Regions from separate parts of the Mus musculus genome. Here all the other regions are linked to region 1. Evidence: chromatin contacts called from public HiChIP or PLAC-seq data. All regions are on one chromosome and are shown on one strand. Each heading gives the region's core, a stretch centred on a gene start, on an enhancer-like site or on the middle of the called end of the contact. The rest is flanking DNA. Distances are from core to core; before and after follow the strand shown.

Region 1 (3,990 bases), core at 156-2,655:
CCTGGCCAAAAGGAGGCCCAAAATAGGATACAACTCATTTTTGAGGGGAGTAGACACAGCATTGAGTGAGGATCAGAACACATTCCTAAGGCCTCACTCAATCATAACTAGAGGAAAAGCCCATGTTGACAAAATAAACTTCTTCTGGTGGTCTGTGGCCAGTGTATGAGTCTTGAACCCTGCTCCCTTTGTACATAAACGAAGATGCTCAGTAGGCAGGAAATAATGGGGGATGCTACAGAACCCAAACTCAAGAATTGAGAGGGGGATTGGAGTGGATGTAGGTAATGGAACCAGGAGAGGGTCGTCCATGATCGAAACCCCATCTCCCAAGCGGACTTGGTTCCTTGCCTACTTTTCGGTCTTCATACTCCATTTGGTCTGGAGGCACACTATAGGTCACACACCCAAATCAATTCACGTTTGCAGGAATCTGGCTCCTGAACTGAGACAAGAGCCATTCTAGAAGCTTCCAAGTAGTCGAGGATATTGAGCAAAAAACCAAAAGGCTGCTCAGCTCTCTGGGAAAGCCAACTAAGAGAGTTCAGGCAGTGGCAAGGTATTCAGGAATGAAAGACATTGATTTTCAGCAGTCCCTGTAAAGACTTCAGTTGCCACTGGGGACGTCTAGATTCTTGGACATCTCTGTGGAGTCCTGAGAAACAGGGGCTTCTGCAAAAGCGCTTGCTGCGTGTCCAACTGTTTTCCAGTTTACAAATTTTCAACATAAATTAGTTGCAACTTGCTTCCCATCATCCCACTAAGACAATGCTGTTCTCCATTTGTTCTCACTGCCATCTAACACTGCTCCTCCTCTGCACACAGTCCCACAGCGGTGCTCTCTCCTACAGTCTCCGTCGGAGGAGGGGGGAGAGGACTGGTAGGTGTGGAGCAAGAAAAGAGCATCAAGAACCGCATCCTCTAAACTGTACTTTTGAGATTGCTGATTGGAACACGTTGTCTTCAAACAGCACGGAGCTAGGCCCTGGGACTGCTTGGTTTGTCGAAGCTATTCACTAAAAAGAGATCGACTGAGACCCTCCCTCCCCCAACAGGGAACAACTCATATTCTCTCTCTCTCTCTCTCTCTCTCTCTCTCTCTCTCTCTCTCTCTCTCTCTCTCACACACACACACACACACACACACACACACACACTCTCTCTCTCCTTGTACGCCTCTCTCTCTCTCTCTCTCTCTCTCTCTCTCTCTCTCTCTCTCTCTCTCTCTCTCTCTCTCTCTTTAAGCAATGCTTTGTTGTGCTAAAACTAGTTGGACGAGTTAGGGTGTTGCTCTGCTCCCGAAGCCCTGGCCAATGGAACCCGATCCACCCCGCTGTGCGTAAGCGCGCAATTAAGGATTTAACCAAGGCTGTGCTGCGCCTCAGCCAGCAGTCAGCCTGCGGGAGACAGAGCCTCCACGACTCCCAGCCTCCTCCTCCTCCTCCTCCCCGCCGCCGCCGCCGCCTCCTCCTCTTCCTCCTCCTCCCTCGCTCCCACAGCCATGTCTGCTTAGACCAGAGCAGCTCCACAGCCAATTCAGGCAGCAGCGGCCGCCGCAGTAGAAGAACAGCCACCGCCCGGGAGCTATGACAGGAGTGTTTGACAGAAGAGTCCCAAGCATCCGATCCGGCGACTTCCAAGCTCCGTTCCCGACGTCCGCCGCCATGCACCACCCGTCTCAGGAATCGCCAACTTTGCCCGAGTCCTCGGCCACCGATTCTGACTACTACAGTCCCGCGGGGGCCGCCCCGCACGGCTACTGCTCTCCTACCTCTGCTTCTTATGGCAAAGCGCTCAACCCCTACCAGTACCAGTACCACGGCGTGAACGGCTCCGCAGCCGGCTACCCGGCCAAGGCTTATGCCGACTACGGCTACGCCAGCCCCTACCACCAGTACGGCGGCGCCTACAACCGCGTCCCGAGTGCCACCAGCCAGCCAGGTAGGCGCGCGGGGGCGGGAGGCAGGTACCCAGGGCATCCGTAACCCCGCGGGCGCCAAGTTGGGTGGTAGATGAGGGCCACGCTGTCCGCACCCATAGAAGGGTGCTTCGCAGAAGCGAGTGGGGGCCTGGGACTGCAAACAGGACAGCACCTCACACCGGCATGGGGGGGGGGGCAGTGGAGGACTTTTGAAGAGGTTTAATCGGGTGTTTTGCCTCTGGCGCTGCTCGAGGATCCCTCCTTAGCTGGATTCCTAGCTGGCCTAGCCAGAAAGCCAGCTTGGCTGCAAAGAGGCTAAGGGATTTGGGGGGCGGGGGGTGGGTGAAATCAAGCAGCCCTAGTGGTGTTTGCGTAATAAAAGGAAAGTTAGTTGGAATTCTGGGTGAGCGTGCTGAGTTGGTGAGATCTAGTCTGGATTAGCCAGCGAAGCGCCCCGAGGCCTCTCATGGAGGGTGCGGGCAGCACACCGGGTGACCTGGGGGCCGGAGGGCTGCAGCCTGACAGAAAAGCGAACAGGGAACTTTGCGGTTTATCCAAGGTATTTCCAAATACAAAAAGTCATTTAAAATAGCGGAGGATTGCCGAGAGTTCACTCTGTTAGAGGGACCCCCCCCCACACACACACACACACTCCATCGAGTGCTCTCTCCGTAAGTGCCTAGAATTTGTCTGCCTTCCTTCTTCCCCACAGACTCCCCTTTCCGTCCACTGTGAAACTTCCTTAGAGCGTTACAGTGGGGTAGAGAGCTTGGGCGGTAAATGAGAGGCGTGAAGTCTCAGTGGAGAAATTTTACTAGTCGATTTTGATCTCCCCTCACCGACACATTAATAAGGCTGCTAATATTAGCATCCCCTACTCCAGTAGAGCGGAGACCGCAGCCCTCCCTCCTTCTCCACCCTTCCTCTGGCAGCAGCTTCATACACCGACTCTTCCACTCCTTTCAGGACTGAAGGGGGAAAAGGGGCCATGTGGCCTAGGGGCACATTAGCAAAACACGGATTCACAGGACCCCAGCGGGGTACATTTATGACAGTGAGAATTCTTCCTTGGTTCCTCCCCTTTACTACGAAAATATCCTTACTACAGATTCCTTTGCAATACATTGTTGATGGAAGTTTGAGTCTGCTCCTCTTGCTGTCTCTGTATCCTTGCATAGGGAGAGGATTTTTTTTTTTTTTTTTTTTGGTCAAGAACATATTAAGTCTATTTGTGAAAGAAACCAGACACATCTGTGCCCTCTCAGATCTGCAGTGAGATTATGGGGACTACATAATCGGCTCTCTGTCTGCCGCAGCCCCGACCGACCGCTTGCCGCTGTAGTGAAGGAACATAGTTTGCTTGTCGGTCTTTGAACTTTGGAGCCCTTGGCTAGCGTCTTCCCTGCCCAAGCGTCTAGCCTCTGCGGGCGCCCGAACAGACGCCGACAGAGGGTCATGGCCCAGGGGCCTCCTCGCGTGACGCCCAGGGATTGGAGTGGCTATTCGCGTCCCAGAAACACACAAGGTGAATACAGGGAGGGAAAAAATAATGAGAAAAATAAGCATCTCCAAAGGGTTCCATCCCTAAAGCGAAGAACTTGATGTGTACAAAGTGCCCCACGCACACAGTGGCTAGTAGTCAGAGACTCGCCAGCTCTTCCATGTATGATCTGAGGATGGGACAGATTTCTCTGGGGTTTGAAAAGCCAAGATTGTGATATTGGGAAAGAGAAAGATGACTACATATTTCAAAACAAACAAAATCTCGCTGATTTGAGGGCCTGTGCAAACGAGCCATTGTCTGCCAGGAAGCTCTAACCTAGTCTGTTTTGGTTATTTAGAGAAAGAAGTGGCGGAGCCAGAGGTGAGGATGGTGAATGGTAAACCAAAGAAAGTTCGTAAACCCAGGACTATTTATTCCAGCTTTCAGCTGGCCGCTTTACAGAGAAGGTTTCAGAAGACTCAGTACCTCGCCCTGCCAGAACGCGCGGAGTTGGCCGCCTCTCTAGGACTGACGCAAACACAGGTAAATCCGGCCGCCGCCAAGTACCGGCCCCGCCTCGCCTGCA
Region 2 (3,541 bases), core at 66-2,565, 950 kb after region 1:
ATAAAGTGAAACATGTGCTGACTTCACTGTTTTGATCATTAAACAGTGGACACAGGTTCTGACAGCAACACGATCCATCTTACTAATATGAGTAATTCTATGTTAATTTAAAATATAAATAAAATGCCAGTGAGTTCAATAGATTCTATACATATGAGTCTCTCAACCTCCCTCCATATTTCTCTCTGTGTGTGTCCCTGCTGCTGGAGAAACACATTTGTTTTGATTGTAAAGCTCTATTTAGTTATTAAAAACCACAACTCCAGTTTTTATGCTTGGAAATTCTTAGAATGTGTTACTGTTCTAGGGAAGTAGCAGACTGAGTCTTTGAGTGAGCACTGCTTTGGTGGCAGAGTTTGAGCATCTGGGATGCTTTCTTTCTTTTCTTCCTTCCTTCCTTCCTTCCTTCCTTCCTTCCTTCCTTCCTTTCTTTCATTTTATTTTTATTTCTTTATTAGATATTTCCTTTATTTACATTTCAAATGCTATCCCAAAAGTCCCCTATACCCTCCCCCTGCCCTGCTCCCCTACCCACCCACTCCCGTTTCTTGGCCCTGGCGTTCCCCTGTACTGGGGCATATAAAGTTTGCAAGACCAAGGGACCTCTCTTCCCAATGATGGCCGACTTGGTTCTGTAAGTAAGTAATACATGTGACGATCTACGTTCTGAATTACCACGGTTCTCCCGCAGACCTTTCCGAAGAGTCGTTTACTGTCTGGCCAGCTGTGGGATCAAGGGTGGTACAGTAGATTTTTAGACACCAGGATGTGGACAGTGAGGACTAAGAGCCTGCAGGAGGAAGAGCTGAAAAAGTCCAAGAAAAACCTCGTGCATAAGCTGTTTTCTCTGCTATTATTAGCAAGGTGAGGGGATCTAGGCAGCACTTCATGGTCTTTAAGGACATTTCGGTTTCTCTTGGCGTCATGCACTGAAATTATTTTTTCCATTTTTTCATGCTGCCTCTGAAACATGACCCCTATGCATAGTCTATCTCAGGAAATGACAATTGGCCATCGTATCCCATACAAATTGATTGGCTATGACAGCTTAAAGGAATAACTCTTGGCGAGGGGGGGTGCTTTTACTTGTGCTCCCTTATTTTAATCCCGTCTAAGGCTTCTTGGTTAATTTTACTATTTCAATTAGATCATTTAAAAATCAACACATTACATACCAACCTCCCCGAAGAGCAATCATAAGATTTGATGGTTTTTCTGATACACAGGATAGGGTTTCAAATTTGCATTATTCTATCTACTGAATTAACTATGAATTCTAAGCCAAACTCAGGCTGCCATGTGCTTTTAAGCATCTCTAATCTGAACCATCTGGCAAGGCGTGGCTTTGCAAAGGCATCCCTCTCAGGACACTCTGTGGATTCTGTCCCTGCCTGAGGTTTTGGCCAACTATCAACATTACTATAATTCTCTTTTATGAAATATAGCTTTTGACTGGGATTTTGGAGTCTTGGTTGACTTTGTGTGCATGTATTTATATGAACATGGGCACTTGTGTCCACATTTTGATTCCATTCTCTGCATATTTCAGAATATATTTGTAGTAAACTTATTTTAAAGAGACAAACGGTTTTGCTGTATATAAGGCATGCTTGTGTTTGCCCTCACTTACTCCACAGAACCAAGGATGGGCTTACAGGATAAGCAAGGGTGCACTGCTAACTAACGAAGCTCACTGTCCTAGGCACTGCAGTTACTTTTTAAATGGGTGAGTGCAGGAGACATACCAGCTTTTGAATTAGAAAGTGAAACTTGTAAATGATGATTCCAATGACGATTTTAAGACACAAGACAAACAGTGATTTTGAGGATACTGAGGTTAAAAATACCCAATCCAGGCACACTTCAGTTTTTCAGCTACGATCAAGCATAAAGAAACCAATCTAAATCTTTGATTCGAGAAAAAAACAACACTCTGCTAAATTCTTTATCTAGGAGTAAGCATGTCTTTGCAACACTAATAATCAGTACGCATGTGGGAAGAACTAAATATAGACTCCTTGCTATAATAAAGGGTATAAGGCTTTTCTTGGAATTAAAGATGATAATTCTATTTTCACTGGTTCTCTTTGTTAACAAGCACTTAGTTTAAAAAATCAACTTCTTTTAAAAATTGAATCTTTCACGATGTCACACAAATGTGTAACATTCCTTCACCAAAGTCCCCTCTCCACTCTCTTCTCTTCACCCCTTCTCTCTCCCACCAAATACCTTCTGACTTTGTCCTCCTTCCACGTTTATAGGTCTAATTGCAAGCATGTGGGTGGGATATAATTTGCCTTAGGAGGGGCAAGGCACCAGTGGCCACGCTTCTGAGGCACCCCCCTGACTGAACTGTTTTGATAAAACTGTGTGAATCCCCGTGCGGCTAGAGAAACATCAGTCTATTTGTTTATTAGTAATGGGAGAGGGATGAAACTGGTCAGTTCTTCTGGTGATATTGGATAGCTCATGCATACACACACACACACACACACACACACAGACACACAGACACACACAGACAGACACACAGACACACAGACACACACAGACACACACACACACACACACACACACACACAGAGAGAGAGAGAGAGAGAGAGAGAGAGAGAGAGAGAGAGAGAGAGCATTTTAGAAAGAAATGATCAAGAGGGGATTCTATTCCTGTCTTCTATAGACCTGTGACGGAAACCACTGTCCTCCTGAGACCACATGCTCCTGTTGACATGCCTTTAAACCTGCCCCCAGGTATCTGAATCCGGGTAAAGAAAATGCTCGAGAATGTCCACGCTCACACATCTCTAGAAAAGACAACAAATAGCCAGCCTACTCTACACGGGACTCCAGACAGCCACATGAGCTATGAGTTCTGTGATAAAACTGAGGGAATCAGTATGAGAAGGTAATCCAAAACAGAAAACAACAACAAAAATAAAGACCTTTCATCCAATCCCCCAAAATGTATGTGTATCTCCTGCATGCCAGGAGTAATAGCAGGCATGGTACTTAATCCACTGAAATCCAGGTGTCCCTGCCAGTTACTAGTTAGTTCACTCTGCCCTCATACTAAAAGTGTTTTTCCCCCATATTTCCTGCTGCCTGGCTGCCCTCATTCTTTCTCTTGGAACCCCTCAGTCACAATCTTTCCCAAGAAACTAAAGGCACTGCCATTTAAGCGGCACATACAGATTATTACAGATTTTGAAACTTATTCTTGTACCTTAAGTAATAACTGTAGCTGATATCCACTGGACACTGAAAGTGTGCCCCATACAAGTGTTTTATATGTGCTCACTTATTTCAGTCTCATTAACAAGTCTTTGATTTGCCCAAGGTAGTGTGTAAGTAATAGATGTAAATTGTAATTCCAGGCTCTGTAGCCCATACATACTTACATAAGCAAATCCTTCACTACTTCCCACGACTCAGAAACTTTCTCATAATCATTCAGTCTGGAAAGCAATGGTTAAATGTCTGGCATGAGAGGGTTCTGAACTTGTCTTGTGTTCCTCTTTCTTTGACATGCGCATAAAAGGGGCAC
Region 3 (3,642 bases), core at 542-3,041, 860 kb after region 1:
TGTAAGAGAAGTTTGTCATAGTTGCTTTATATTATCCATTAAAATTAAATTTAAATATATATATATTACTTCTAGATATATATGTGTGTGTACGTATATGCAAATATTCTCCACACCTCTATTATTTTTCCACATGGGACCAATGCATCTCAATGCAGCTTTTTCTTTTTCTTTTCTTTTCTTTTCTTTTTTTTTTTTTTTTTTTGTTACAGCATTTTCTGCAGCAGGATTCTACTTTAACCACAGGTTATAAGGCTGGATTATTGTTGAACACATTGTAATAAAAATCAAGTGATTATTTATAATCGGGGTTAAACACACAGGTATCATTCATGTGCCTCTTTTTATAAGCACACAACTAACAGCTCTGAACAGTCCTCCGTCAAGTCTCCCTCATTTTTCAGTAAATTCTAAGGATTTATAGTCCCTAGCAGCTGATTTTAAATAGCTGCAGTAAAGACTGTTTCAAGGATCATTTCTATACTCCATTAAATAGTTGCAGTTCACTTCTAGCTATGAATCTTTTTGTGATAAAATATATCTCAGGCACCATTTACAAATGCATGGTTGGAAAACCTTGGATAATTAAGAGGTTGAAAAAAATATTCCATAATCTCAATTAGTTTCTCAGTTCCATTAATCATGGCCAAAAAACTAAGTGAGGTGGTCTCTAGGTTCAAGATAAATACTTTTGTGGATGTGTGGTTCATCAGTGTCTTTGTAATCTTTCAATTAAGTGGAGTCATTTAAAAAAAGTCTGTGGGGCTATAACATGAACCGCCGATAGTGAACAGACACGAGAACGATGTCATATTCAATATTAACACCAGCAGGAAAGTTTTCTGCTAAAAAGATATTGTACAAATGACCTTTTTATTTTAATGCACACTGTTTCTAGTGCCTTACAGAATGAGGGAAGCTTGTGTACATTCCCTCAGAATGACAGTTTAACTCCTCTAGACTCAAAAGGTTAAAACCAAACAAACCCACCCACAGATATTAATGGCACCCAAATCCAGGAGAGCAGAAACCCACTGGCATGCACACATGCATCTGTGTTCAGAGAAAGCCTGTTGTTTTGTTGTTGTTGTTGTTTGTTTGTTTTTTGTTTTGTCTTGTTTTTTTGTTTTGTTTTGTTTTTTGTTTTTTTGCTTTTTGACACACAGATGGGAGCAAAGTGGGATGTAGCAGGTTCTGAAACAGCCACGTTAGATCAGCCGGGCAGACCCGCTTCACATAAACGCAGCTTCACTGTGTTTAATTCTCAGAAAGGCAAGGTCTAGGTCCCTGTTAGCAACGGAGGAAACCACGGACCAGAATCCTGTGCCAGGACGCAGCTACACAGGCGAAGACACACTACAGCCTTCCACCACGAGGTAGACTGTGGCGGGACGACTTAGCCTTAGAAGAAGCTTCCGAGAAGTCAGGAAAGCCGGACGCATGCACATCTGCTCTGTAGCCTGCTATTACCAGCCAGTCAATAGGTTAAAATTACTAGGGAGGTCACCTGCTTTCTAACCTGGACCTGTTTGCCAAAGCCCTTTTTCCTCTATCTTTAAACGGGTGATGTTTCTCAAACCAACGTTATTTTTTTTTCCCACCTAATAAGGTAAGAAACGAAAATCAGACATAAAAGACAAAGTAAATAGTAACAGATACGGGTCTGGCAGTGGCAGTAAGCCAGTAACTATGGAAGGAAATAAGCAATTTAAACACTTGTCTTGAGAAATTAACAGTTACAATTATTCTTCATGCTAAAATTTATCCTGTAAGCAAGGGTACCAAAATCCAGAGGTGTTTTCCTGCAGAGAAAACCAAAACCAAACAACAGCTGAGAAAGAAAGACCTCATTCGGCAAGCCCTAGAGATGCCCTTGCTTGTGCACATATTGAAATCATATCAGCTGCCTGTCTCCTGAAATTGTTGGATGTTATTATTTTGTCTACTACTGGGAACAATCCATTTCTCAGCCCGAAAGATGCAGAAAGTGCTGGAAACAATGGCTGATGGACAATGATGGAGAATAAACTTCCTAAACTCCAATCACCTCCCTTTCCATAGTACAAAAGACACACAGAGAGAGGCAGGGCAAAAAGAAAGGGTTCCTAGACAAGCCTCTCCCCACATTAGCTGACTAACCATGCTGCTGCCTCTTCCCGCATGTTATTGACTATAGGTTTTCCAGTAAATTCCTAGCAACCACGGAATCTAAGCAGTTTTGACAAAAAGAAAGCTTATCGCTAAACACCTTAAAAACATTTACCAAGGTAATAAAAGAAATGTCATTTCCTCCTACGGAATGTTTGGGCATAAAAGAAGTATTTTTATAATGCAGTTCATGATTTATCATATCTATAGTGTCCCAAAAAAAAAAAAAAAAAAACCACAATGAAAAGGAAGCATTTTTCTAGCGGTTGACAAGTGTTTGAGTCAACTACTAGGTTTTCACTGCATTGGCCGCCAAGGCAATCTCTCTCTTCTAAAAGCGAGGGAGGGAGGAAGACCAGGTAATGACTGGAAGGACAAACAGTCTTTTCTAAAACTCCTTTTCTGTGCACATACAGTCACACTTCCTGTGGCTACCAGACTGTACTCGGTTTGGAGGCTGCATTCTGAACGCATTGTACAATTAAGCTTTTGCTTAACTCTCCCGTCACACTTCACGCCGGGACTCATTCATTCCTGTTATATGACAGACACTGTGTTGGGCACGCTGTGCCTGCCTTAACAGAGGAGGACGTTATCTCTGGGTGTGTTTCTACAGATTCGGTTCTCCAAAGGTTATACTACTTTGCTGTTATATTTGCTAGACAAGTCGACTCTTTATGATACTAGATACTAGAAGGTGTTCAATTACTATTCAAGAGAGCTTAGTGCCAAGGTCAATAAGAATAAAAGATTTAATCTAAATACTGGGAAATGACTACCTTGTCACCAGAAGACAGCCTAGGAGTGGGCTCCCGATCTGTTTGGCCTGCCTACTAGGAAAAGGGACAAGGTTTTTTCTACAATACCAGAAGACTGGCTATTACTTAAATGATACATAATTAATTTATTTCAAGTAAAAAAAATCCAAGGTAAAAGATGTTATGATAGCTGATATTCTAGGAAATACACGTTTAATTCTTTCTTGACAAGGGGATAATGGGTCATTTATTCTTCCTCATTTTCAAGTCCAACCTATGTGATATATATGCATTTATATATAAACACAGAAGCAGATATTTGATTTCATATTTTATTTTAGATATGCCAACACACATGGACACACACACACACCAAAAAACCAAACCAAACCAAAAAGTCTCAGGTTTTTTGCAGACCAAAGAGTCTCTCTTCCTGGCAGGGCAGACCTTTATACTGGGCTTTGCAGGATGTGATTTGACTTAACTGCTCTCATTGACACTTTTTTGAGACAAAATTTAACAGTTTTGGTGTCAGCGATGACACACGCCTTTAATCCCAGCATAGGGAAACAGAGGCAGGTGGATTTCTGTGAGTTTGCAGCCAGTCTGGTCTACAGAGCAAGATCCAGGACAGATGAGCTAAACAAGAAAACTTTACCTCAAGACGCCAAAAACAAATCAAAACAAAACAAAACACAAAACCAACCAACCAAAAAACAATCAACACAAAGCTTTA
Region 4 (3,830 bases), core at 758-3,257, 840 kb after region 1:
TGCCATGTTTGGGGACATTGTGTTCCCATTGAAGCTGGCTTTCGGAGTAATGCATGGGCTCCTTTTCCTGTCTCAGAATGAGTAGGGGAACATATATCTCATCACTCTGAGTAAAGAAAGAACTACTGGACAGATACACTCACCCGAACCATCATTTTGTTGTTGTTTTTTAAGATTTATTTATTTTATTTATATGAGTACACTGTATCTGTCTTCAGACACATCAGCAGAGGGCATCAGATCCCATTACAGATGGTTGTGATGAGAATTGAACTCAGGACCTCTGAAAGAACAGTTAGTGTTCTTAACTGCTGAGCCATCTCTCCAGCCACCAAAAGAAGGCATCAAATCACAGTACAGATGGTTGTGAGCCACCATGTAGTTGCTGGGAATTGAACTCAGGACTTCTGGAAGAACAGTCAGTGCTCTTAACACTCTGAGCCATCTCTCCAGCTCACCCTAAACATCTTTAATACTTAAGACAATTTGTGTGTTTGGGAAGCATGTGTGCTCATGGGGGAGTAGATTTATCTGTAAGTGCTTGGGTAAGAGTGCACATGTATGCATGTATGTATGGAAACCAGGCTTTAGCACTGGATGGCTTCCTTGCTCTTGCCATTTTAATTACTGAGAGGCTCTAGTGGAATTAAAGCTTGTAAGTTTGGTGACCTAACTGACCAATGAGCTCCAGAGATCCACCTGTGCCTTATCCCAAGCATACTGCCTGTTCTTGAGTAACATGTGAGTGCCTCTGCCCTGGATTTCTATGTGAGTGTTGGATCCAAACTCAGGGCCCAAACTTGCACAGTGGACACCGTATTGACAGGGCCATCTCCCCAGCCCAACTTGCTACAGTTTCTTCTCACGATGAGTAAAGTAACATAAAGCTACAGTGGAAGTTGGCCATAAGATCTGTGCTATGATACCTGTAATGTAAGTTACTACTGGGCTATACCAGAAGCAAATTTCGCTGTATCCAACCCTTGTTAGTGTTCGCCTCATTGTGATGACTTGGGAAAAGAAGCAAATCTTACAAGTTTGTGATTACTGTCAACAGCACTCATTACCCAAAGGTGATGCTGATTGATTTACTAGGGTTTGTGAGTGTTCTTAGTCCCTGAAGGTTTCCATCCCTGTCCCTGCAGTTAAATTAAAGCTGGAAATCTTCAGCATCACCCACGAGTTTTTGATCTGCACGCCTGTTAAAGGTGTGGATCTTTACCAGAAATGGGACAAACGTGGTATTTACTACATAGCAACCTCGAAGACCAGGTATCAGTTTGAGGATGGTATAAAATGCAGTGTCCCAGCTTTGGGCTTGGGAGCCCGAGTTCTCATACTCCCTTTTGACACTTGTTGGAAATTTTATAAAAGATCAGATTTTGATTAAAAAAAAAAAAACCCACTGGCCCAGATCTCATCAAAAGCACATAGTCCACCCATCCCTTTATGAACTGTTGGTTTTGATGGGGGAACATCTTGGTTCTGCCTGGGACTGAGGGTGATTCCACAATGGGGAAGGAGGGAGGTTCATACTGGGATGTAAAGTGAATATATAAATGAATGAATGAATGAAGGAACGGATGAGAAACAAGAAGGGGGAGGAGGGGGAGAGGAAGAGGAAGAAGAAGAAGCCAGCAGAGGCCCAAGAGCCAGTAGGAGATAGGATCACACTGTCCCTGTTTCTTTGAAATCCTTGACTTTTTCTGCTCAGGAGGCAGTGACTTGAGAGCCTTTGAAGGAGGCCTAATTTCCATGACTTCTGCTCAGTGGGTGGCATGCCTGTAACAGGCCTAGAATTGGCCTGCAATCACCATGCGGTAAGAACCACGTGAAATTTGTTCTGGGTTTTTCTTCTCCCCAGAGTGACAGCACAGTATGTTTGGAGCGGCGTGGCTCCTGTCATTGCTACAGTAAGTTCCTGGACGGTGTCCCTCTTTAAGGGAAAGGCCCAGTAGGCATGTCGCCCCTGTGTGCTTCCATGCCTTCCCAAGTGTAGAGCCCTGGAGCCCTGCAGCTCTGTGCTTGGCTCAGCCAGTGATTGCTTGGAAGGCGGGGGAGACAGGCCTGCTTTTCGTAGCAGCCTTTTTAATTTTTTTCCAGGGAGAAGAGAAAATGCGAAGCTGACCACAGAGTGAACACACTGGTTCTTGGGTTCCAGTCGTGGCTGGGTTTCTTGAAGCTGGGTGGCGCGCTGTCGCCAAGCCCCTGCTGCACCTCATAACCCACAACCATTTGCGGAGCTCCCTGGGGTCGCCTTAATCCCAGCAGCCAGGGTCGCACAGGGAAAAGTAAGAATTCTGGCCCAGAGAAAAGAGTCGTTTAAATGCTTATTGCATTTCAAGCTTCAGTTTTTACTTAGCGAAAATATTTAGCATTGCTGGAAAACAATGTTTAAATCTTTGTGCTTATATGTTATTTAATGGTGTGGCCTGTGTAAACCTCGGGACGCTTACGTTTTGACAGTCTTCTGGAAATGTTTAGCGGCACATAACTCGGTGTGCAGGGAATAAAAACCGAGGAACAAATTGCGCTTGAAACTGTTTGTAGCCTCCTCAGACTGTGTATTCAGAATGCACGGCATGTCGGGACGCTTCAGGTGCAAGGATGGGGGCACTTCAGTGATAATATTTGTTGAATCTGTCTTAGGCTCCAGTTTATCTGCCTTCCAAATTAACCTTCCCTCCAACCCCTCGTGTGCCTCTGACCGCAGAAGCCAGACTTGTAGGCATGAATTTGTACTCTTGCCACTGACTAAAATCCCATTTTCAATTCTGGGTAATCAAATGCTTTCAGGATGTGGATTTTTCCAGAGCTTTCTAAAATGTTCTTTCCACGAGCGTCTTCCACAAAGGCGTGTGTGCCTTTTGTCTTACCTGGGGGAGGGGAGGCAGATGGGACACAGTTTTCTCCCAAAGGTTCAGCCTTTGGTATTAAGACAAAATGTACTGACAGAATTGCCTGCTTCTTCCTGTCTCGGATACCTACCAACATCCTCGTGTGTGTGTTTCTCAACAGTGGCAGCCTCTCCCTTGAAACCTAAACAGGGCTTTCTGTAAGGGAAAGGCCATTCTAGACCACGGACATTTGAAGTTATCATTCTGAGGTATGCATGAAGGAACAGTTGAATGGGTGAATTTTTAATAAATGCTTTTTCCTCCACCATGTCTCTTATATTTTGGTGGTTTTTATGATACTAAATAATTAAACCCTCTGGCCTTGGATAAAAATGTTATATTACTGAGTTGTAACTCCAGCCCTTTTCTCTTTTTTAAAATTTTGAATCATGGCCTTTACAAGTTGCTCAAACACGCTGAAACTGTTAATATACCCCTCTCAATCGACCAAATACCTGGAAATACAGTCTTGTGACATCAGGCTGAGGACACAGGCTGTGCTATCAGACTGACTTCCACACTGTCCCTGATAGGGCCTTTCTGCTGCTGGCATTAAAACCAGAAATGAGGGACAATTGATACAGTCCCGAGTATCAAACACTTTTTTTTAAAAGAAATCACAAGTCAATCTTCTATTAAATCAACATAGCTGTAAAATAGGTTTTAATTATTAATAATTTGTTTCTGTGAGCCACGAAGAATGACATGAGCTCAAGGATGAATTTAAATTCCCTGGTCATTGTGAAAAATTAAACTGTTGTTTTAAAAAAAATCTTCTCCTTCATGTGGAATGTTACTTTAGGCTTGAGGTGAGTTGGGAATCATTTCTCTTATCAGTGACTACACATTTGAAGCTTGCTCTCTGTTCCCCAAATCCATCGGAGGCTGCTGAGAACAGTGGTTTGATTTTTCAGGAAGGTTTGTCTTTAGCTA
Region 5 (3,596 bases), core at 994-3,493, 930 kb after region 1:
TACTGCATACTACTGCATATTACTGCATACTACTGCATACTACTGCATACTACTGCATACTACTGCATACTACTGCATACTACTGCATACTACTGCATACTACTGCATACTACTGCATACTACTGCATACTACTGCATACTACTGCATACTACTGCATACTACTGCATACTACTGCATACAGCTACTGACTTAATTGCTGCTGCTGCTGCTGGGACTGTCATGGAATTTCCTAACTGCCAATGAAAAGCCCAAATGGTGACATCACCTTCCTGCTTATAGTTGTCAGGTAAAAAGTAGGAAGACATATCTCAGAAAAGGTACTTGACATGTCTAAAAAAAGAAGAAGGGTGGGGGCTGGAGAGATGGTTCAGCAATTAAGAGCACAGGCTGCTCTTCCAGAGGACCCAGGATCATTTCCCCATACCCACATGGCAGCTCACAACTGTCTGTATGTAACTCCTGTTCTAGGGGACCTGACACCCTCACACAGACATACATGCATTCAAGTCATCAATGTATATAAAATAAAAATAAAATAAACATAAAAGAATAAGGGCTATTTATTTATTTATTTATTTATCTATTTATTAGCAACACATTTTCCCAAAGACAATTATCTTGGAAAACATTTTTAAAAGTAATATTAGTGTTACTTTAAAATTTACCACTTTCCTACACATTAAAACTGTGCAGTAGCTCAGTTTTCTAACATTGTAATAAGGCATTATTAAACTAAGACTAAGAAAATTAAAACAAGAAAGATTGGTTGGCCTGAGGATGCTTTCTTTGCTTTTCAGGGCTCTATAGGAATGTGCATGTGGCCCAATCCAGTGGTACATGGGTAATGTGCATTGTACGTTACATCCGCGGGGTGGGATTCCATCTATGGGATGTAGAGGCAGAAGATGAGGAGTTTAAGGCCAGCTCTACTTCGCTAGAACTATTCACAAACAACCAAAGAAATCAAACACATGTGTGTACCAATATTCTTACATTCAAAGTTTTTTTACTTATTGTATTTTATTCTTTAAAGCGCTAGGGTCTTTACTTTGAAAAAAATAAGGATAGACTTTACCAATATTAGTAAGGTAGCTTGAGAGAGAAGCCATGACGTTGGTGAGAAGTTTTGGACAATGTCAACCATTTCATCAAAGTAAATGCTCCTGACACTCCAGTTGAACTCTGTTTTTACAAAGTTCATGATTTCATTGATGTGACCATGTTGGTCAAACTGGAGGCCTAGAAATATGATAAGCCTATATGTAAGGAGCTTGATGGAAAACTGCCTACCCTGCATCTATTTCCCACAGAGACCGTGCCACAGTGGGAATGTGCTTCCCAGCACGGCGCACAGCACAGTTGGCTTATTTGAAGAACACAATTCCTCCCAATTCAGAACAGGGAACATCCCAGCACTGCGTGTGAGAAGCAAGCCAGCCCAATTGATAAGTTTGTTTGTTTGTTTGTTTGTTTGTTTGTTTTTTTAACCCGTACACTCGCCCAGACTATTGAAGAAATGTGTTATTTTTCCAGTCTTAGGCAGCTTCCCTGGTGATAGCAAATTAGCTCTTCTTATTACCCATGTGGTCTCGAACCCCTAAACTGATGCTCCCACCAGAGAAGGTTACACATCCTCACCCTCTCTTTCAAAAGAACTGCTTGTTTTGCCCCTTTCACGGGTGGATGGAGGGGGGTGGGCGGAGAACTCCAAGGGGCGGAGTCTCCTCTTTGAGCATCTCTCTTCACTCACAGCCCACCACTGCTTTTAGTTCAGTCAGCCCAAGTTCTTCTTCAAGTGGTTGCGGAGACTGTTTTACATTTTGTAGAGCTAATCTAGGCCAGCTTAGAGATCAGACTCCCCCTTAACCACAAACCCATATAGCGAGGGTGAACAGCCTTTGGTCACTGCTGTATGAGAAGTTTGCCCCCTAGGTTCACATTTGATCTGGCTCCCTGTGTCCTTCTGTGGGTGGCAGTCTGCCCACTCCTTAGCCACCATGCCTGGGTGGGAGGGATAGGAGGTCCTGCAGTCAAAAGCCTCTCCTATTTCAAGTACCATCTTTTCTGGGGGAGAGGTCGGTCCCCAGGGATGAAATGACCATATTGTTGCCAGATGCTGCCTAATGGTGGCTGACATTTTATTTGCCTTAAAGTAAAATGCTTAACTGCCAGAAGGCCGTTAGGCAGATGGATCGGATCCCTCTGGCTACCACTGAACTAGTGTGCATTTCTGTAAGCACCTCAGGACCTCGCGGAGATATTCCTTTTGTTAATGGAAACACGTGTAATAAGAGCGTGTTGCTACCAAAGGCTCACGTGTGGAAGACGTGAAGGTGATAAAGCTCCCAGGAGACAGGAATTAACACTCTCATGGATGGAGGGAAAGGGTCCTTTGCCCCAATTCATGTTCTTCTCCCATCCCCACCCCCACTCTTTCTCTGATAGTCTATCCTGGCACGTGCACTCCATGATTCCAAATTCTAAGAGGAAGGACCAGACCATGCACGAAAAGTTGTCACTTGATTGCTACTGAGATCTCTCTGGCAGACACTGAGTTAGCTTGCCTGTTACTTCTCTTCTCAGTTTGCATTTTAAAAAACAAAAAACAAAACAAAACAACAAAAAAACAGTAAAGCAGCTGATTTTAGAATCTGACTCCTTCAATAGCGGAGAAACCAATCATCCCTAGAAGCGGTTTTGGAATTCTTTGGCATTAGCATGCCTTTCTCTGGTGAGACCCTCACTGGTCCACAGCAGGGGCTATGCAGCTGCCGCCGTACAAAAGGTGGGAGGCAGACTCCAAGCACTGACTAGCGTGTGTGGAGAAAATGGAAAGCTCACTACAACTGCCAGTGGGAGTGGACACAATAGTGAGGCTACTCTGAAAATGGGGCTCGTGGCTCCCCCGCAGACGGAGCAGTTTCCACATGACCCAGTCATTCCACTCCCTGGTGACGACCCAGGACCACTGAATCCAGAGGTTTGTGCGAAGCACCAATGTCCATAACAGCACCACTTCTAACAGTAAGAAGGCAGAAACAATTGAAATGCCCACCACAGACGAGAGGGCACAAACAAGGTGATGAGTCCTTGTGAATGGTGTTCAGCAACACCAAGGCACGAGTACCACGTGGCCTTTAATGTGGATAAGTGCTTAGAGTTTTCTTTCTGTGAGAACCAAGCCAGACAAGTCACGAAAGGACAGTTTCACATTTTGGGAAAAAATTTGTTAAAAAAGTACAAAGCTGTGGATGATAAATGGGGATGTATGTTGTATTAGTCAGGGTCCTCTAGAGGAGCAGAACCAATGGGATGAATGTACATATACATCATGTACATATATGTGGATTTACAAAGTCACTTAAAATAGTAACCACAGTTTAAAGTCGTGTCTAAGAGTCTGAGAACCTGGTAGTTAAGTCAATCTTAGAAGCTGCATGTCTCAGCAGTCAGAGGAGCTGCATGTCTCAGCAGTCAGAGGAGCCGCATGTCTCAGCAGTCAGAGGAGCCGCATGTCTCAGCAGTCAGAGGAGCTGCATGTCTCAGCAGTCAGAGGAGCCCCTCCCACAACAGCTGGCTCTCACTGGGGATGTGA
Region 6 (3,819 bases), core at 684-3,183, 720 kb after region 1:
TCTGGCCCCAAATTTTCAGGTTTTAGAGACATTTTCTACCATTGATGCCTATTTATGTAGAGATGGTGGAGACAGAATTTGCCTCTAGTTCAGAAGGCTTTCGGTGTTCTTTTTTTAGGGTGAAATTGGCCACAGTCAGACCTTTATTATATCTCAACGTTTGAAAGGTAGAATGTTGGTGATGTGGCTTAGACATGGAAACAGATTCCCCCAAGACCACTGGGCAGTAGTTACCTAATAGGGAAAGAAAGAGAGGATGGGGTATAAAAATTGAGTTGGCAGTAGGTATGATTTAGTGTTAACTATTGACAAAGGAGAATCATGAGAGAGATGAGTCATATTGGTCTAAGTGCTTGGTTACCAGCCTCAGTCATGGAAGCCAATGTTGAAGGTGAAGGTAGGAATGCCATACCCCCTGGTTGACACTGTCAGTCTGAGTAGCTTGAATGCTACTTATAGTGACCTATAAGGCTGTGGCCACATAGTTAGGGTTAGCAGTATAGACGAGTCACTCTCTGTGGTAAGCTCACAGTTAGGAAAGCTTAAATATTTTTTGTCGTTGTCAACATGAAGGCAGTGATGTATGCAGAGGTGGTATTTATAGGCCAAATTCATGATAGCAACTCAGTAAAATCAGTAATAAAAATCTTTAATAGCTTTTTAGAGCCAGGCAGTAGCCTGCCTGATTGAATGGTATGCGATCTGCCAGGTTTCTCTGGAGCCAATGGATTTAAATAGGCCCTTGGCAAACACCCCAGTGAGGTTTGAACCAGAGTTCAGTTGAGCTGTGAGCCAATCACACTGGCCTCCAGCCGGATCAGGCCAAGCCCATGCTGGATCCGGGGTGGACCTGGGAAGATTCCCTGAGACCAGAGGATCCCACATGGGGCGGGGGAAAGACAGGCAAGACAGACACACCCCTCATAGCCCAGGAAAGGAGGCCACTGGATGGTGAAGCTAAGGTAAGGCAAGAACTTGGTCTAGTCTCCACCTAACTCCCGCTGCCTTGAAACATGAAACCAGAGCACTGTTTCTTCTTCTGTTTATGTGTGATCTCCCTTGTCACCTATGTAAGGGGCAGTTCGAATATCCTTGGTGACCTTAAGCCCTTATCAGTCTTCTGACTGCCACTGTCCCTGCAGCCATAGGCTTCCAGGTGTCATTGAAGGGGACGGAGCCCTAATTGGACTTCTAGTACACGCTCCACCAGACTGTCTTTGGCCACATTCTCTCTGCTGCTATCAACTAGAACTGCTTGGTCTATGCGCTACGCGGTACTGGCTCAAGGGGTCTTTCTGGCAAGACATGGCACTCCCCTGCATTCATTTTGCAGCGATGCCATGTGTAGGTACATGGGTATAAAAGTCTGAATGGCCCTGCCACTCCATGGCTGTCATTTTACCCCAGGGAGGCTAGCTAGTCTTGGATTTTCTTAGCCCCCTTGCATGGTTCCTGCACGCCTTTGCTAACCATTCACACAAAGCATCCCGCCTCTCCTCTGAATTGCTTGTTGATTCCGTCCCTACAGTCTAGAAGCACTGGAGTTGGGGCTAACCACACCAGTGAAGAAGTCTCCAGGCCTGGGGCTCCAGCACAGCTCTCAGGCATCTGTCTTCTTTATTCTTTGCATTTTGTCACCTGATTCTGGGGTGCCCTTTGTGCGCATTGCTTTACCCAGCCACTGAAGAGCGGTTCCTTGATTACCCAGATTCGTGTAGTTGTCATCATTTATGTCTAGAACATACATAGCCTAGAGTGGAAACACCCTACCTGTCCACTGGATTATTTGCAAGGCATTCAAGGAACAGAGCTGGGAAAGCCAAAAAGTTATTAAAAGACATTATAGAGCCCATGGCTCTTTACTGGGGAACACAGAGTCAGATGCTGGCGGCTGCTGCTGCTGCTTCCTCTCCCTCCTCCTCCTGCCCCTCCTCCTCCTTTTCAGAACCGCAGTACTTGCACATGGGTGGTCTTGGAAGCTCTGTTTCTGGACTTAGATTTTACTCTTTCACTTTTATCTCTGCCACTAATCCTGGACAATCGCCTGACTTCTGTTGCAGCTCACAGAAGGGGGTAATAAGCAAAAGTTATTTTTGGGAAGGCCTCTTGTGGTTAGGAATTGGAGTAAAGTGGTAATTGGATTTTGATATGGTGCATTGTCTACACTCAAACTTCCTAAAGTCTGAGCAGATCAGAGCCTCCTGCGCAGCTGTGTAAATTCTCATAGCCACAGAACTGGCCTGGAGATAGGGCCCGGAGATGATGAAAGGACCACGTGGGGTCTCAGCCTCTGCGGGGCTGGAATGAGCCACAGCAGGGAGGAAGAGGAGAGTTACCCACCTTGGATAACTGAAGTCCCTGTGCTACCTCCAAGCCTCTGCCTCTTTTCTCAGTCTTGTCTTCTTGCACCTCTCTCTCTCTCTCTCTCTCTCTCTCTCTCTCTCTTCCACCCCCCCCCCCCATCAAGGCTTGGACTTTTGCTGTTTGATTTTGTATAAATTTTAATTTTTTTTCCTTGTTGCAAAACTCAGTATGGTCTATATGTTATTGGGAGAGAAATAGAAAATATGAGCAAAAATAAAGAACAAAGCCTTATATTTTAAATAATTCAATGAAAGAGATGCACGGTTAACACTTTGACAGGCATGGTTCAGATTTTGTTCAGAATTTGTGCTCATATAAATATTTTTGTTTATTTTCAGCAAAATGGAGTAACTTGGCTTTGTTATCTTGTTTTTAGTTTTAGAGCATTTTTTGATTATGGCTATTTTGGGGAATGTGCGTGTGAGCATACGCATGAGTGCATGTGCTGAGGGCACAGGAAAACCCTGTATGAATCTCTTGGGCTTGGAGCAAACACTATCAACGTGTTGAGCTCACTGGAGCTGGGTTTTTGAGTTAAGGTGTCTCACCCTATAGCTCAAACTATCCTGGGATTCCCCCTAGAGTCCAGGCCAAGATCCTCCTGCCTTGGCCTCCTAAATGCTCGGGTGGCACACAGGTACCAACAGGCCCTGCTGATGGAATCAGTTACTTCTCATTATGTGTAAGGGATTTTTAACTTAATGCCATGGGTTTGTTTATATCACTTTGGGTGGGTAGGTAGTACTGTATATATAAAAGTTCTTTTAGTAAACCTAGCACATATTGTATGTTGAGTTTTTGCTTTGTTTTGTTTTTAGTTTTTTCCACTAATATCAGTGAGTGTTCTGTGAGGCTTCCTAAGAGTAAAAGCTTGTATACATTCACTAACTTTTCTCCTATGATAAATCCCTAGAAGTGAGATTATGATGTCAAAGAATGTGCTGGACAGTTTTAGGTCAACTTGACACATGTAAGAGGAAGAAACCTCAACTAAGAAAATGCCTCCATAAGATCTGGCCGTAGGCAAGCCTGTAGAGCAATCTCTCAGTTAGTGATTGGTGTAGGAGGACCCAGCGATTGTGGGTGGTACCGTTCCTGGGCTGAAAATCCTGGATTCTTTAAGAAGGAAGGCTGAGCAAGCCATGGAGAGCAAGGCAGTAAGCAGCACTCCTCCGTGGCCTCTGCATCAGCTCCTGCCTCCAGATTCCTGCCCTGTGTGAGTTCCTGACCTGACTTCCTTCAGTGATGAAAAGCAATGTGAAAGTGTCAGTCAGCAAACCCTTTTCCTCCTCAACTTGCTTTGCTCATGGTGCTTCATCACAGTAGAAACTGTAACTATGACAAAGAATAATGACATTTTAAGACTTTTGTTCTGTTTCCAAATTGTTCTTAAGAGATGAGTACTTGCCGGGCGGTGGTGGCACACGCCTTTAATTCCCAGCACTTGGGAAAGCA
Region 7 (3,727 bases), core at 1,192-3,691, 900 kb after region 1:
CAGAAAATTGGACATAGTACTACCAGAATATCAAGCAATACCTCTCTTGGGCATATATCCAGAAGATGTTCCAACTGGTAATAAGGACACATACTCCACTATGCTAATAGCATCCTTATTTATAATAGCCAGAAGCTGGAAAGAACCCAGATGTCCCTCAACAGAGGAATGGATACAGAGAATGTGGTACATTTACACAATGGAATACTACTCAGCTATTAAAAAGAATGAATTTATGAAATTCCTAGGCAAATGGATGGACCTGGAGGGCATCATCCTGAGCGAGGTAACCCAATCACAAAGGAACTCACACAATATGTACTCACTGATAAGTGGATACTAGCCCAAAACTTAGTATACCTAAGATATAAGATACAATTTGCCAAATGCATGAAACTCTAGAAGAATGAAGACCAAAGTGTAGACACTTTGCCCCTTCTTAGAATTGGGAACAAAACACCCATGGAAGGAGTTACAGAGACAAAGTTTGGAGCTTCGACAAAAGGATGGACCATCTAGATACTGCCTTATCTAGGGATCCACCCCATAATCAGCTTCCAAACGCTGACACCACTGCATACACTAGCAAGATTTTGCTGAAAGGACCCAGATATAGCTCTCTCTTGTGAGACTAGGCAGGGGCCTAGCAAACACATAAGTGGATGCTCACAGTCAGCTATTGGATGGATCACAGGGCCCCCAATGGAGGAGCTAGAGAAAGTATCCAAGGAGCTAAAGAGATCTGCAACCCTGTAGGTGCAACAACATTATGAACTAACCAGTACCCAGGAGCTCTTGACTCTAGCTACATATGTATCAAAAGATGGCCTAGTCGGCCATCACTGGAAAGAGAGGCCCATCCGACACACAAACTTTATATGCCCCAGTACAGGGGAACGCCAGGGCCAAAAAAAATGAGAATGGGTGGGTAGGGAAGTGGGGGGGGAGGGTATGGGGGACTTTTGGGATAGCATTGGAAATGTCATTGAGGAAAATACGTAATAAAAAAAACAATGAATTCATGAAAATTGTAGCAAATGGATGGAACTAGAGAATAATCATCCTGAGTGAGGTAACCCAATCACAAAAGAACACACATGATATGCACTCACTAAGAATACCCAAGATACAATTTGCAAAACACAAGAAAATCAAGAAGGAAGACAACATGTGGATACTTCCTTCATTCTTAGAATGGGGAACAAAATACCCATGGAAGGACTTACAGAGACAAAATTTGGAGCTGAGACCGAAGGAAGGATCATTCAGAGATCCATTCATAAACAACCACCAAACCCAGACACTATTGCATATGCTAGCAAGATTTTGCTAACAGGACCCTGATATAGCTGTCTCTTGTGATGCTATGCCAGTGCCTGGCAAATACAGAAGTGGATGCTCAGAGTCAGCTATTGAATAGAACAGAGGGCTCCCAATGAAGGACCTAGAGAAAGTACCGAAGGAGTCAAAGGGATCTGCAACCCTATAGGAGGAACAACAATATGAACTAACCAGTACCCCGGAGCTCGTGTCTCTAGTTGCATATGTAGCAGAGGATGGCCTAGTGGGCCATCAATGGGAGGAGAGGCCCTTGGTCTTGCGAAGATTATATGCCCCAGTACAGGGGAATGCGGGGGCCAGGAAGCAGGAGTGGGTGGGTAGGGGAGCAGTGGGGGGAGGGGGGAGAGTATAGGTGACTTTCAGGATAGCATTTGAAATGTAAATGAAGAAAGTACCTAATAAATTTTTTTGAAAAAAAAAAAAAAGAAAGAAACGTTTACCACAAGGTTGATATGGGCTACCCAATGCAAATTAACTGGTTTTGTATCACAAAAATTCTTATAATTAAATTGTAATTAATTACCCCCATCATCTAATAAACTGAAAATCTGTATCAAGCACAGCTATCTCTCCAGCGTCATTTCCCTACTGGACCCCGACTTTCTAGCCTTTTGGATAAAAATGTCTGCTACTGTGTTTGTTGACTCAGCTGCCTGGAATGCAGCCTGGCCCTCTGTTTATGAGGAAAACCACTCCAACAAAGTTTCTGCTTCCCAGTGAAGTCTTCCCTGACAGCGGTTTAGTGATGAAACTTGGTGTGGTCAGGGTTGGGGCTAAGGATGGATGTGTAATGTGTTTTAATCTTGACTCCCTTCAAGCTGTCCTCAAGCTGCAGAGTTCCGAGTTGGAACTTAAGCCCCGCCCCACTTCCTCCTTCTTTGTAGGTCCGCACAGGATTTTTTTTTTTTTTTTTTTTGTAGAAATTTCTATTAGTATGCATCTGTCAAAATCTGTTCTCACAATTTGCTGTTTTCCAGATGTTTCCAACGTGCCCCCATCCCCATCACTGTGGATCTCTCGTTCCATAGTAAATGCTCCCCACCCCCACCCCCACCCCCACCCCCACCCCGTGTCGTCTGTTTTCCAGTTGGTAGCTCTCTATACCTCAGTGGAATCCTAGACCAACGTTTCCTGTTTCGGCTAAAAGGCTGACCTTGCTCGGGCAGCAGCTGTTTGTTATCGTGTGTGCATTTTCCAAACAGTGAGTGAAAAGGCTTCTTTCTTGCTCCTTGGGACTGCTTCACCGTTCTTCCACTCCAGGGAAAAGCCGGGGTCACTGAAAACTTAACCACTGTCATCATGGTTTCTTTCTGCCCTGCTATAGTCAGATCTGGGATGATCTGACCCATTTCAAACCCACTGTGTCGCAGCACCTTTGCCTTCTTCTCTATATTCTTCCTATTTCGAGTGACCTCCACCTTCACTAGGTTTCCACTGTGGGCAACTGTATTCTTCATGATTTTTTAAAACCTCGTTTGGAGCTAGGCCAGTCATGAAATGCTACATCCACGCATCCTACTTCCCTATAGCAATTTCTTGCTATCATTTTCCCAGTTCCTTCCTTCCTACCCATTCTTTGATCCTCGATGGCTTTCCAGATGCTCGCTCCCTTTCCTCCTCCTGTCTGTTTTTATTTCCTGTTTTCATGAGCTTATAAAACCAAATGCCTCCTTTCTTCTATCTCCAGGTCCCACGTTCTAGTTTACTTCCATCACACTCTGGTAAAGCTCCAACCCAGAAACCTTTCCTTCCCTTCTTTATGTAGAAACTTCTACCGCTGACCTCCATTGGTAAAAATCTGCTTCAAAGATAGACACATGAAAATACTGTTCTGACCACAAACGGTCCACCACCGTGCCCAGAGCCATTTGTGTTTTGTTTACACAATTTGTTTTATATTCATGAATCTACACTAGCTGAAATCTGTTTCCTCTAGCGTTTCTACTTCCATTCACCAGAGACCTGAGTCTCCTACTTTGTTAAGAAAATAGTCATTATCAGTGTTTGCTCTCCTCCAGTCACTAAGCCTGCTGGATTGTGTTTGTCCCACCCAGTACTTCCTGTCCCTCTGTTATTATAGAACAGATGTCATTGCTCAAAGCTAAACTGAATTGCTCTGCCCGTGCTAGGGGTACTATTTATGCAAACATTTTAACTACCTTTCCCTCCAGCATACACTTATAGATTTTGTTTTCTTCCTTTACCCGTACTTCTGTAACATCAACATGGACAAGCATCTTACAGTTCTTAAACAGATACAAAAGCAACAACAGCAGCAGCAAAACCCAACCCCCACGGTGAATGTCTGACATCCCAGTCCTAGGGAGGCTCAGGCCTGTGCTTCAGCAGTTCAAGGCTTGTCTGTTATGGGGTGATTTTGAGGCCA

What was found. HiChIP or PLAC-seq counts read pairs in DNA pulled down with a chosen protein or histone mark.
Region 2: a contact with region 1 is called in an H3K4me3 HiChIP or PLAC-seq map of craniofacial prominence, with 6 times the contacts expected there. The contact joins the enhancer-like site here to the promoter of Dlx5 in region 1. A contact is called at or near these places in 12 of 39 promoter capture datasets (the 3T3-L1 cell line, the C10 cell line, cranial neural crest and 7 more), 8 of 115 datasets of contacts at active chromatin or transcription factors (craniofacial prominence, embryonic basal ganglia, embryonic forebrain and 5 more) and 1 of 9 other capture datasets (embryonic stem cells).
Region 3: a contact with region 1 is called in an H3K4me3 HiChIP or PLAC-seq map of craniofacial prominence, with 12 times the contacts expected there. The contact joins the enhancer-like site here to the promoter of Dlx5 in region 1. A contact is called at or near these places in 10 of 39 promoter capture datasets (the C10 cell line, cranial neural crest, embryonic stem cells and 6 more), 19 of 484 Hi-C or Micro-C datasets (astrocytes, bone marrow-derived DN2 thymocytes, bone marrow-derived macrophages and 11 more) and 15 of 115 datasets of contacts at active chromatin or transcription factors (PVALB interneurons, craniofacial prominence, embryonic basal ganglia and 10 more).
Region 4: a contact with region 1 is called in an H3K4me3 HiChIP or PLAC-seq map of embryonic limb bud, with 8 times the contacts expected there. The contact joins the enhancer-like site here to the promoter of Dlx5 in region 1. A contact is called at or near these places in 9 of 39 promoter capture datasets (the C10 cell line, the HPC-7 cell line, cranial neural crest and 5 more) and 17 of 115 datasets of contacts at active chromatin or transcription factors (SST interneurons, acute myeloid leukemia, cardiomyocytes and 11 more).
Region 5: a contact with region 1 is called in an H3K4me3 HiChIP or PLAC-seq map of stem cell-derived neural progenitor cells, with 12 times the contacts expected there. The contact joins the enhancer-like site here to the promoter of Dlx5 in region 1. A contact is called at or near these places in 11 of 39 promoter capture datasets (the C10 cell line, cranial neural crest, embryonic stem cells and 6 more) and 11 of 115 datasets of contacts at active chromatin or transcription factors (SST interneurons, craniofacial prominence, embryonic basal ganglia and 8 more).
Region 6: an H3K4me3 HiChIP or PLAC-seq map of neural tube shows a contact between it and region 1, with 5 times the contacts expected there. The contact joins the enhancer-like site here to the promoter of Dlx5 in region 1. A contact is called at or near these places in 10 of 39 promoter capture datasets (the 3T3-L1 cell line, the C10 cell line, HPC-7-derived erythroid cells and 6 more), 1 of 484 Hi-C or Micro-C datasets (embryonic fibroblasts), 12 of 115 datasets of contacts at active chromatin or transcription factors (craniofacial prominence, embryonic basal ganglia, embryonic forebrain and 6 more) and 3 of 9 other capture datasets (embryonic stem cells, embryonic tail and embryonic trunk).
Region 7: a contact with region 1 is called in an H3K4me3 HiChIP or PLAC-seq map of fetal liver, with 27 times the contacts expected there. The contact joins the promoter of 1700019G24Rik here to the promoter of Dlx5 in region 1. A contact is called at or near these places in 6 of 39 promoter capture datasets (the C10 cell line, cranial neural crest, frontonasal cranial neural crest and 3 more) and 12 of 115 datasets of contacts at active chromatin or transcription factors (SST interneurons, craniofacial prominence, embryonic basal ganglia and 9 more).

Annotation. Positions count from the first base shown.
Region 1 is chr6:6,879,483-6,883,472 of GRCm38.p6, reverse strand. Dlx5 (distal-less homeobox 5) reads left to right here and starts at 1,405. Exons shown (of 3, transcript NM_010056.3): 1 at 1,405-1,941; 2 at 3,763-3,947. The coding sequence starts at 1,587.
Region 2 is chr6:5,933,580-5,937,120 of GRCm38.p6, reverse strand. All of the region lies in intron 10 of Dync1i1 (dynein cytoplasmic 1 intermediate chain 1), which reads right to left. Among named protein-coding and RNA genes, the nearest start is that of 1700019G24Rik, 42 kb to the left of the region's middle. Within about 2 kb of position 1,315, at least 6 of the 459 cell types and tissues checked have an H3K27ac peak or open chromatin away from gene starts, as enhancers often do. A contact at or near this core is called in craniofacial prominence, where this site is marked.
Region 3 is chr6:6,018,195-6,021,836 of GRCm38.p6, reverse strand. The region is part of intron 16 of Dync1i1 (dynein cytoplasmic 1 intermediate chain 1); the gene reads right to left. Among named protein-coding and RNA genes, the nearest start is that of 1700019G24Rik, 43 kb to the right of the region's middle. Within about 2 kb of position 1,791, at least 4 of the 459 cell types and tissues checked have an H3K27ac peak or open chromatin away from gene starts, as enhancers often do.
Region 4 is chr6:6,037,313-6,041,142 of GRCm38.p6, reverse strand. No RefSeq gene overlaps it. Among named protein-coding and RNA genes, the nearest start is that of 1700019G24Rik, 62 kb to the right of the region's middle. Within about 2 kb of position 2,007, at least 31 of the 459 cell types and tissues checked have an H3K27ac peak or open chromatin away from gene starts, as enhancers often do. A contact at or near this core is called in embryonic limb bud, where this site is marked.
Region 5 is chr6:5,954,993-5,958,588 of GRCm38.p6, reverse strand. All of the region lies in intron 10 of Dync1i1 (dynein cytoplasmic 1 intermediate chain 1), which reads right to left. Among named protein-coding and RNA genes, the nearest start is that of 1700019G24Rik, 21 kb to the left of the region's middle. Within about 2 kb of position 2,243, at least 7 of the 459 cell types and tissues checked have an H3K27ac peak or open chromatin away from gene starts, as enhancers often do. A contact at or near this core is called in neural tube, where this site is marked.
Region 6 is chr6:6,157,840-6,161,658 of GRCm38.p6, reverse strand. All of the region lies in intron 3 of Slc25a13 (solute carrier family 25 (mitochondrial carrier, adenine nucleotide translocator), member 13), which reads left to right. Among named protein-coding and RNA genes, the nearest start is that of Slc25a13, 57 kb to the left of the region's middle. Within about 2 kb of position 1,933, at least 21 of the 459 cell types and tissues checked have an H3K27ac peak or open chromatin away from gene starts, as enhancers often do. A contact at or near this core is called in craniofacial prominence, embryonic stem cells and neural tube, where this site is marked.
Region 7 is chr6:5,976,107-5,979,833 of GRCm38.p6, reverse strand. It overlaps 1700019G24Rik (RIKEN cDNA 1700019G24 gene), which reads left to right and starts at 2,441. Exons shown (of 3, transcript NR_040255.1): 1 at 2,441-2,542. The region is part of intron 14 of Dync1i1 (dynein cytoplasmic 1 intermediate chain 1); the gene reads right to left.